2 separate regions of the Triticum aestivum genome follow, and region 1 is linked to region 2. The links are chromatin contacts, called in public Hi-C maps. All regions are on one chromosome and are shown on one strand. The core of a region is the stretch at or near the end of the contact, and the rest is flanking DNA. Distances in the headings are between cores, read along the strand shown.

What was found. Hi-C and Micro-C count contacts between places; a contact is called where the count stands out from the background.
Region 1: a contact with region 2 is called in a Hi-C map of leaf, with 2.7 times the contacts expected there. The contact joins the promoter of LOC123127968 here to the promoter of LOC123127966 in region 2. A contact is called at or near these places in 2 of 5 Hi-C or Micro-C datasets (both in leaf).

What each region holds. Positions count from the first base shown.
Region 1 is chr6A:472,781,318-472,785,656 of IWGSC CS RefSeq v2.1, reverse strand. It overlaps LOC123127968, which reads right to left and starts at 2,758. Exons shown (of 1, transcript XM_044547846.1): 1 at 1,189-2,758. The coding sequence starts at 2,595. The coding sequence ends at 1,513.
Region 2 is chr6A:472,583,173-472,587,676 of IWGSC CS RefSeq v2.1, reverse strand. LOC123127966 (amino acid transporter AVT3B) reads right to left here and starts at 1,367. Exons shown (of 1, transcript XM_044547845.1): 1 at 1-1,367. The coding sequence starts at 1,148.

The sequences.
Region 1 (4,339 bases), core at 1,509-4,008, 200 kb before region 2:
TGAACTGGAGACGGCAAGAGGAGGAAGGGGGAGAAATGGGCGCGTCGACGGTGGAGTATCTGTGCGTGTCTCCGGCGCGCTGGTGGTCGGCTTATATAGGCGGAGGCGCCGTGTGGTAGGCTTGGCTGGCGCGTTACGCGTGGCGTGGCGGGCGAGGGGACGCGCGTCGCCCGGCCTTCACTGCGCCACCATCAATGGAGGCTGACCGGCGCGCTCAGCTTTGGCATTGATTCGCCACGGGAAACGAGGTGATGAGGACGACGAAGCGGCAAGAAGAGAGTCGAGTCGCTGACGCGGCTGGCTCGCGGCTCTTCGCGCCAAAAACAATTCGCCCGGCGCCCCCGAGCGACCCCAGCGCGCCGGGTTCGGGTTGGGTCCGCCAGCGCCAATTTCGGCCCGAGCGGGCGAAAACTGGGCCCTTGGAGGCGTGACTGGATCAATTTTTTGGCGCCGGCGGTCGAAAAATCGCCGGGGGGCCTTCTTGGGGCGCGGCTGGAGATGCTATAACATATTCCTCCATCCGTTTCAAAATAAGTGCCTCAAATTTAGTATAACTTTGTACTAGAGCTAGTATAAAGTTGAGACAATTATTTTAGGACGGAGGGAGTATAATATACTCCATATACCATAGGACGGAGAGAGTATGTTTTAGAAGGAACTGCAAAAATAAGATTACACCCATCTTGCTCGATAACCACTGCTTAAACAAACCGGTTGTTCCGCGTGCTTTCCATTCTACGTTGGATCTTTTCCTTACTTCTCCACTAGCAAAAACATGCTCATGACATCAGTCGCTTGGTTCATTACCACATATAAAAGCAATCGGGTCATTGCAGATGTAGCATCCTTTTCAAGCAATCCGGATGGATGCCATTTCGTTGCTGTTCAGGTGTTCCCATCACAAAGCTTCGCCAGAAATTCTGTTCAATCAACACCGCTGCATTTTCTGTTCAATCAACTAGAGACAAATTGATCCCATTTGCCGGGCCTTGGTACTCAGTTATCCATTATGCTAGCAGGCATAATAAATAACAACAAATGCATATGAAAGTTTCATTCGCGTCATATATTATGAAAATATGAAGAAAATACAGTTGTCCAGCTTCTGAGACTCCGATTCAATTAATGCATTAAAAAACAGGCTCCGAGTCCATTACTGAAACCACACTGAAACAGAAATAGCATATGGAGTACTTTAACATCACAAAATCTATTCAGCTTGACTGCTTGAGCATTATAAGTGGACAATGAAACTTGAGAGTTTAAGCAGCAAATACATCTCACAGAAATAAGCTTCAGGCTGATCAGAAATTCAGAATCTAGGAACGTCTAAACGACATATAATGTACGTACAGAAGAAGAACATGCGTATAAAAGAGGCTGGTTGGTTTTGACTTCACTTCAGAACATATGCAAGCGCAAAGGTACCAAGAATTTGGCCCGCGAGCAAGCAGATATCATTCGTCACCATCATCAGATAAGAACCAGGACCTCCGATTCCCCTGACTTTGTTCAGCCCTCATTCACCCTTGGTATGATCCACGATGCCGCCGCCCCGCCACGCTGAGCCGTGTCAAGCTCGTTCAGCCGGCATGCAAGCTTCTTAGAGGTCCGGCTCTGCAGGTTGAAAGCCGATACACTGTATTTCACACTGCTGGAACGGCTCGCCTCCTTGGTGGTCACCGAGTAGACCGTGTTGCTTTCAAGATTCGTGAACCCTGCCGTCGTCCCCACAGCGAACCCGTGGAGAGGATCGACAAACAGCGCCCGCTCGCCGATGCTGGTGAGCTCCTGCCAGGCTGGGTTGGTGCTCCGGTGGTTCACGCAGAAGGCCTTGGAGAAGTCCACGTCGTCAGTAAAGACGTACATCCACTTGGACTTGACGAGAAGGAAGAGCTCTTCACCAGCCACCACGACGCGCGCCTCGGTGGGGAGGTCGACTTGGGGCGGCGGCTGGATGACGGCCGTGACCGCGAGGGTGATGGAGTCGACGATGGTGGTGCGGCACGCGTCCTCCTCGAAGACGAAGAAATCGCCGCCGGCGTAGTTGATGCTGCTCACGTTGCAGTCGGGCATGGCGGGGACCGGGGCCCAGGAGTCCGCGAGAGGGTCGAGGGCGCAGACCAGGACGACCTCGCCGCAGGACGCCATGATGCTGTGCGGGGACAGGTCCCAGGCCAGGTCATCCGTCTCGGCGAAGAAGGCGGGGAGCGGCGGGAGGGGGCGGACGGAGCCGGTGAAGGGGTGAAGGAGGGATGCGGCGAGATCGGTGGGGTCGACGGCGAGGATCCAGCCGTGCGGGGACGCGGAGAGGCGGCGGCGGCGGCGCCGGCGGTGGGCGTCCGCGGCGGGGACGGGCAGACGGATGTTGCGGTAGAGGCGGTCCTCCGAGGGGTTGAAGAAGAGCGGCGACGGGGAGGACGGGAGGAGGAGCCACGGGGGCTGCGACGGAGGCGCGGCCGCGGCGTCCACCCCCGCGTCGCGCCAGGTGGTGCAGACGGAGCGGAAGCGGGCGATGTCCGCGAGCTCCGTGAGGTCGCCGGAGACGGTCACGAGGAGATCCGGCGCGAAGTGCGACCAGCCGCGGAGGGCCATGGCGACCGCGATCTGGAATTGGAATCAGGCGTTTCTAGGTTGTGTGGGCTCGGTTGCGACGGACAAAAAAACCTCTTTGCTCGGATTTAATGGGCATGGGCGATGCTCTATGGCGGTGGGATGCCGTGCCAGTTTTTGTTTATCGGTCTCCTTCCGCACAGGCGGTGCGGGTAGGGTGCCGCTCTTGGGAGATCGGCGTGCCCGAGAACCATCAAACTGGTGCACCGCACGCATCAGAGCAATTATATATATATATATATATATAAAAGTTTATGATCTGTTCATTACCCATTATGATAATACAACGAACATAAAAAATAATAAAAATTACATAACATCAAAAATAATAAAAACTACATCAAGGTCCCTACCACCTAGCGACGACTACAAGCATAGAAGCGAGCCGAAGATGTCGTCCTCATCATCCTGGCCGGGGCCGAAAAAAAATTGTTATAATAAACAGTTAGAAAGTCGCCGTACTAAGGCCTAACAGGACCAGCGCACCGGTCTGCAACTACCGCCGATGAAGATAAGCGTTGATAGGAAGGATCCAACCTGAAAGAACACTAATGTAGACGTGCGAAGACAAGATTCGAGCGGATCCACCAAGGACAACCATCGACCGAATTCTGCAAGATCTGCTGGAGACACACCTCCACACACCCTCCGACGCTGCTAGACGCACCATCGGGGCGGAGGCTAGACGGGAAGAAACTTATTCCATATTCAGAGAGTCATCGCCGTCTCGTTTACCTGAACAGGATACAAACCTTAGCAAAACTAAAAAAAATGTATAAAAGCATAGCCTTCCCACTGGCAAGGGTGGAGATCCACCGTGCCCCCATGGCCCTAAGGCCACTGAAGATGAGGCAGATCGCCGGCGCCGTCGGCGGGAGGAAAATATCGTAGCCACATGTTCGCTGCTGGTCGCTAGGAGGAGCGAAGGAGTAAGTCCTGTATATAAAGGATTCATGAGAGCTATTAGAGCATCTACAACCACATTTGCTTAATTTGGCTCCTGATACGCCCATGGACGTGCCGGGGCACGTCCGTTTTAGACCACCGCTTTCCTTGTAAAACAACCACACCTTATATTATCCGATCACATGCATATGATTGGTGAGAGAAATAGAGAGAAAAGGAAAAAAGATTTAAGAAAAAGAAAAGATTGTCCACAGTGGGCCAAATCCTACATGGCACCCTGCCCGGACATCCTCATATGTTTTCCATATATAGCTTCGATATGGGGATTTGTGGACTCCCGGATACGCCTGGACAAAGTAAGGATTATCGTTGGATGACTTTTTTTATTCATTTTTTTGTCTGATAGGACATTTGTGGGCTCTGGTTGTAGATGCTCTTAGATGTAAAAAGTAAGGGATGTGATCCATCTAGGAGGGACATGTTGGTATTGCAAAATAAACGCGGGGAGCATACTTGAACTACACAACCATTGTTTCTCATCCTTGGCCCCATCCTTGATACGTCTCTGACATATTTATATTTTTTTGATTTTTCCATGCTATTATCATACCGCTTTTGCATATTTTGATAATAATTTATACTATTTCTATTTGGACTAACCTATTAACCCAGTGTCAAAGGCCGGTTCTAGTTTTCTATTGTTTGAGGGGGGGTTTAGGTGAAAAATTCATGGAGCTGGAATGACCTGAAATTTTTTGTGGATTTTTATGAAATATATCGAAATTTATGGCGAAAGAATCAATGCAAGGAAGTGCTTGTG
Region 2 (4,504 bases), core at 118-2,617:
GCGCCAAACACCTTGATGTGGAAGGTGGCCGGCAGCACGAACCCGAGCAGCACGCAGACGCTGCTCCCCACGAGGGAGAGGAAGTCGGTGAAATTGGGCACAAGCATGGCCGCGAGCCCCACGGTGACCACGAGCACCCACCGCATCCACCAGCAGTAGCGCTTTCCGTGGAACAGGCGCTCGGCGACCTCGTACACCGGGTTCATCATCACCGGCATGGTGAAGAAGAGGTTGATGCACAGCCCCAGCTGCACGGCGGCCGACAGCCACCCGCTGCCGAGGTTGGTGGTGATGATGTCGCGCGTGGCGTCGCCGAACGCGACGTACCCCATGACGCCGAACAGCCCGTACATGACAGCTATGAACGCCATGGACAGCCCGAGCGTGGCGCCGAACTTCTTCTTGTCCGCGGCCTCCGCCTCCAGCGGCAGGACCATACAGACGCCCTCGAAGGCGTACACGGACACGCCCGCACCGTAGAGGAGCGCGGCGGGGGCGCCGAACGCGGCGACGGGTGGGTGCGCGGCGAGCCAAGTCGACACGTCCTGGCCAACAACGACCCCCATGGCGCCGAGGTCGACGACGTCGGCGAAGATGCTGAGCGGCGCGAGGAGCGTGAGCGTCTTGATGGAGTTGAGCCCGAGCTGGAACGGCAGCATGGCGTAGATGAAGAGCGCCTTAGGGGAGAGGAAGACGTTCGAGGAGGGGGCGAAGACGGGGTAGAGGTGCGCCATGGTGTTGGAGATGAAGATGAGGTACCCGACGCAGAAGCTGGCCTGGCTGAGCACCAGCATGGTGTCCACGGCGAGGCGGCCGGGCGCGCCGAACACGGCGTCCCCCAGATCCCCAAACGAGGAGAGCATCTTCGGGTGGTCGTCGGCGAGGCGGCGGCGGCAGGCGACGAGCAGCATCATGCAGTAGAAGGTGAGCAGCGCGACGGAGAGGAGCAGGATGGAGCCCGCGGCCCAGCCGGTGCGCGAGAACGTGTAGGGCAGGCCCAGCACGCCGGCGCCGACCACAGCGATGAACACGTTCGCGAAGGTCTTGGGCTGCGACGACAGGTGCCCCCCCTCGGCGCTGTGGTGCGGCAGCAGCGGCGCCGAGTCCAGCCGCGACGACGACGAGCTCGCGTCGCTCCCCAATCCCATGGCGCGCGGGCGATTGAATCGAGATTAACACAAACGAATTGGGTGACCACCACACAGATAGAGGGAGGCAGAAGATGGAACGACGAACAGGCGAATTCGACGGGATTTGTATTCGTCTTCCGCTCCGGTCGTCGGAAGTATCGAGAGAAAACGGGCGATCTCGCGGCGGAGGAAACCGATGAGGAAGGAGTGGCTGCGGGCTCCCTCTCCGGGGGGGTTGCCGGTGCTTTTGTAGAGAGGAGAGGATGGCCTGCCATCGTGGGAAAATATTTTGCCAAAAAATCGTGGGAAAATATCATGGGCGTGGTCCATGAGCATGTTTTGTTTTCTGCGCCCCCCGGGACCACCTGGAAGCGCGTGGCGGTGTATGAGTAGTACAGCACCTACCAAGATTGTTGTATGCGTTTGACGGCCACGTGTTCTCGTGTGAAATCGTACAGCCTGCACACAGCTAGGAGCATTTTCTTCCTTTTTTTATATTTTCGAAATTTCCCAAATATTTCTCAGAGTAACTTGGAACAATATAAATCAAATGGTACTTTTACAAAGCTAACGTCTTGCATTAACTCAATCAAGTCAAACCAAATCTTTACTAAATAAAAAAAATCTGCATCTATCCATACTTAAACCAAATCAAATCAAATCTTACCAAAACTTCACCTAAATCAAAATTTTCTTTGACTTCCTCTATCCATACACAAATCAAATTAAATCATATGATGTGTGCAATGTATATGTCATACAAAATTGATGTTGAACCACTACAATATGTATGCTCCAGTTGCAACGCATGGGTAGTTAGCTATGACTAATATAATTCTCAGTAAGCCGTGTTCTCCCACGTTGTCGTGCATGGTAGTTTCACATTGTTCTTGTGTTCGTATATGCTTTACATTTTCTTTTCTTAAAACAGACGGTTCGATTCCGCGGTCAAATATTCATACATTGCTACATAATTCATATACTGATATACTTGATATAGAAGTGTTTTTCTATTGCACGAGCAAGTTAAACTTTGGGCAAATAAAACAATATCTCAAAACATAAATCAATCAAATCAAATAATCAAATCAAATATTGCAGACTAAGGCATAGCCTAGTGGTGGGAAGGGGCTGGTGTCTTCCCACCCACCCAGGTTCAAGGCTTGGTACTTGCAATTTGGGTTTGTTGCATCAATTATACTGTAGGGGGTTCCCTTATAGTCTTTCTATCAAAAATAATAATCAAAAGATCCCGATACATCTACCTACTTCATAAAATATATCATAATTGTGGCAAATAATTTCTTGACAACTAAAATCTAATCTTTGAGTGTGAATAAATCATCACCAACTCGGGTCTTTGTAAGAGTATATACTCCCCCTCCTCCTTTTCTCTTACTTTGTGCATTAGATTTGTCTCAAGTTAAACTTTGCAAAGTTTGACCAAGTTGATGTATAAAAAGTATAAGCTTCTATAGCACCTAATAAATATAATATCAAAATTTATTTCATGGAATCTAACGATCTTGATGTTATATTGTGAATGTTTATATTTTTATATAAACTTGCTAAAACTTTGGAGAGTTTGACTTCAGAAAAACCTAATAGGCAGACTAAAAAGAAAATGAGGGATATGTTGGGAAACGTAGCATGCAATTTCAAAAAAATTCCTACGCTCACGCAAGATCTATATAGGAGATGCATAGTAACGAGAGGAGGAGAGTGTGTCCACGTACCCTCGTAGACCGAAAGCAGAAGCGTTTGACAACGTGGTTGATGTACTCGAACTTCTTCCAGCTCTGACCGATCAAGCACCGAATGTACGGCACCTCCGAGTTCTACCACGTTCAGCGTGATGACGTTCCTCGCCTTCTTTATCCAACAAGGTGTTGAGGTAGTAGATGAGTTCCGTCAGCACGATGGTGTGGTGACGGTGATGGTGAAGTGATCCGCGCAGGGCTTCGTCTAAGCACCGCGAGAATATGACCGGGGGTGTAAACTGTGGAGGGGGGCGCTGCACACGACTAACAATTGATGTTGTGTGCTTGTGACGTGCCCCCTCCCCACATATATATAGGTGGGAGGGGAGGGAAGGCAACCAGGGCGGCCTAGGGCTTGGCCGCCGCCCCCTAGGGGCCCTGTCTTGCCCTGCGCCCCCCCTTCCTTGTATACGAAAGGGGGAAGGAAAGAGGGGTGAGGGGAAAGGAAGGGGGAATAGTTCCTCGAAAAAAGGAAGGGGGAATCCTATTCCCTCTCTTTACTTTCCTCCTCCCCTTTTCCTTCTCCACTTAGGCCGGCCCATATGGGGGCGCACCAGCCCCTTGTGGCTGGTGTGTTTCCCCTCTTCGCTCATAAGGCCCATATCTTTTGTCGGGGGTGCCCAGAACCCCTTCCGGTAACTCGAAATGTACCCAGTACCCTCCGGAACACTTCCGGTGTCTGAATTTCATCGTCCTATATATCAATCTTTAACTCTCAACCATTTCAAGACTCATCGTCATGTCCGTGATCTCATCCGGGATTCCGAACAACATTAGGTCACCAAATCACATAAGTCATATAATACTATATCGTCAATGAACGTTAAGCGTGTGGACCCTACGGGTTCGAGAACTATGTAGACATGACCGATACACCTCTCGGGTCAATAACCAATAGCGGAACCTGGATGCTCATATTGGCTCCTACATATTCTACGAAGATCTTTATGGGTCGAACCGTTATGACAACATACGTAAAACCCTTTGTCCATTGGTGTGTTACTTCCCCGAGATTCGATCGTCGGTATCTTCATACCTAGTTCAATCTCATTACCGAGAAGTCTCTTTACTCGTTACGTAACACATCACCTGTTGGGGAACGCATTATTTCAAAAAATTCCTACGATCATGCAAGATCTATCTAGGAGAAGCATAGCAACGAGCAGGGAGAGTTCGTCCACGTACCCTCGTAGAACGAAAGCGGAAGCGTTAAGTAACGCGATTGATGTAGTCAAACGTCTTCGTGTTGGGGATCGTAGCAGAAATTTAAAATTTTCTACGCATCACCAAGATCAATCTATGGAGTAATCCAGCAACGAGGGGAAGGAGAGTGCATCTACATACCCTTGTAGATCGCTAAGCGGAAGCGTTCAAGTGAACGGGGTTGATGGAGTCATACTCGTCGTGATCCAAATCACCGATGATCCTAGCACCGAACGGACGGCACCTCCGCGTTCAACACACGTACGTAACGGAGACGTCTCCCGCGCCTTGATCCAGCAAGGAGGAGGGAGAGGTTGAGGAAGAGAGTCCAACAGCAGCACGACGGCGTGGTGATGATGGAGTGGCAGTTCTCCGGCAGGGCTTCGCCAAGCTCACGCGGAGGAGAGGTGT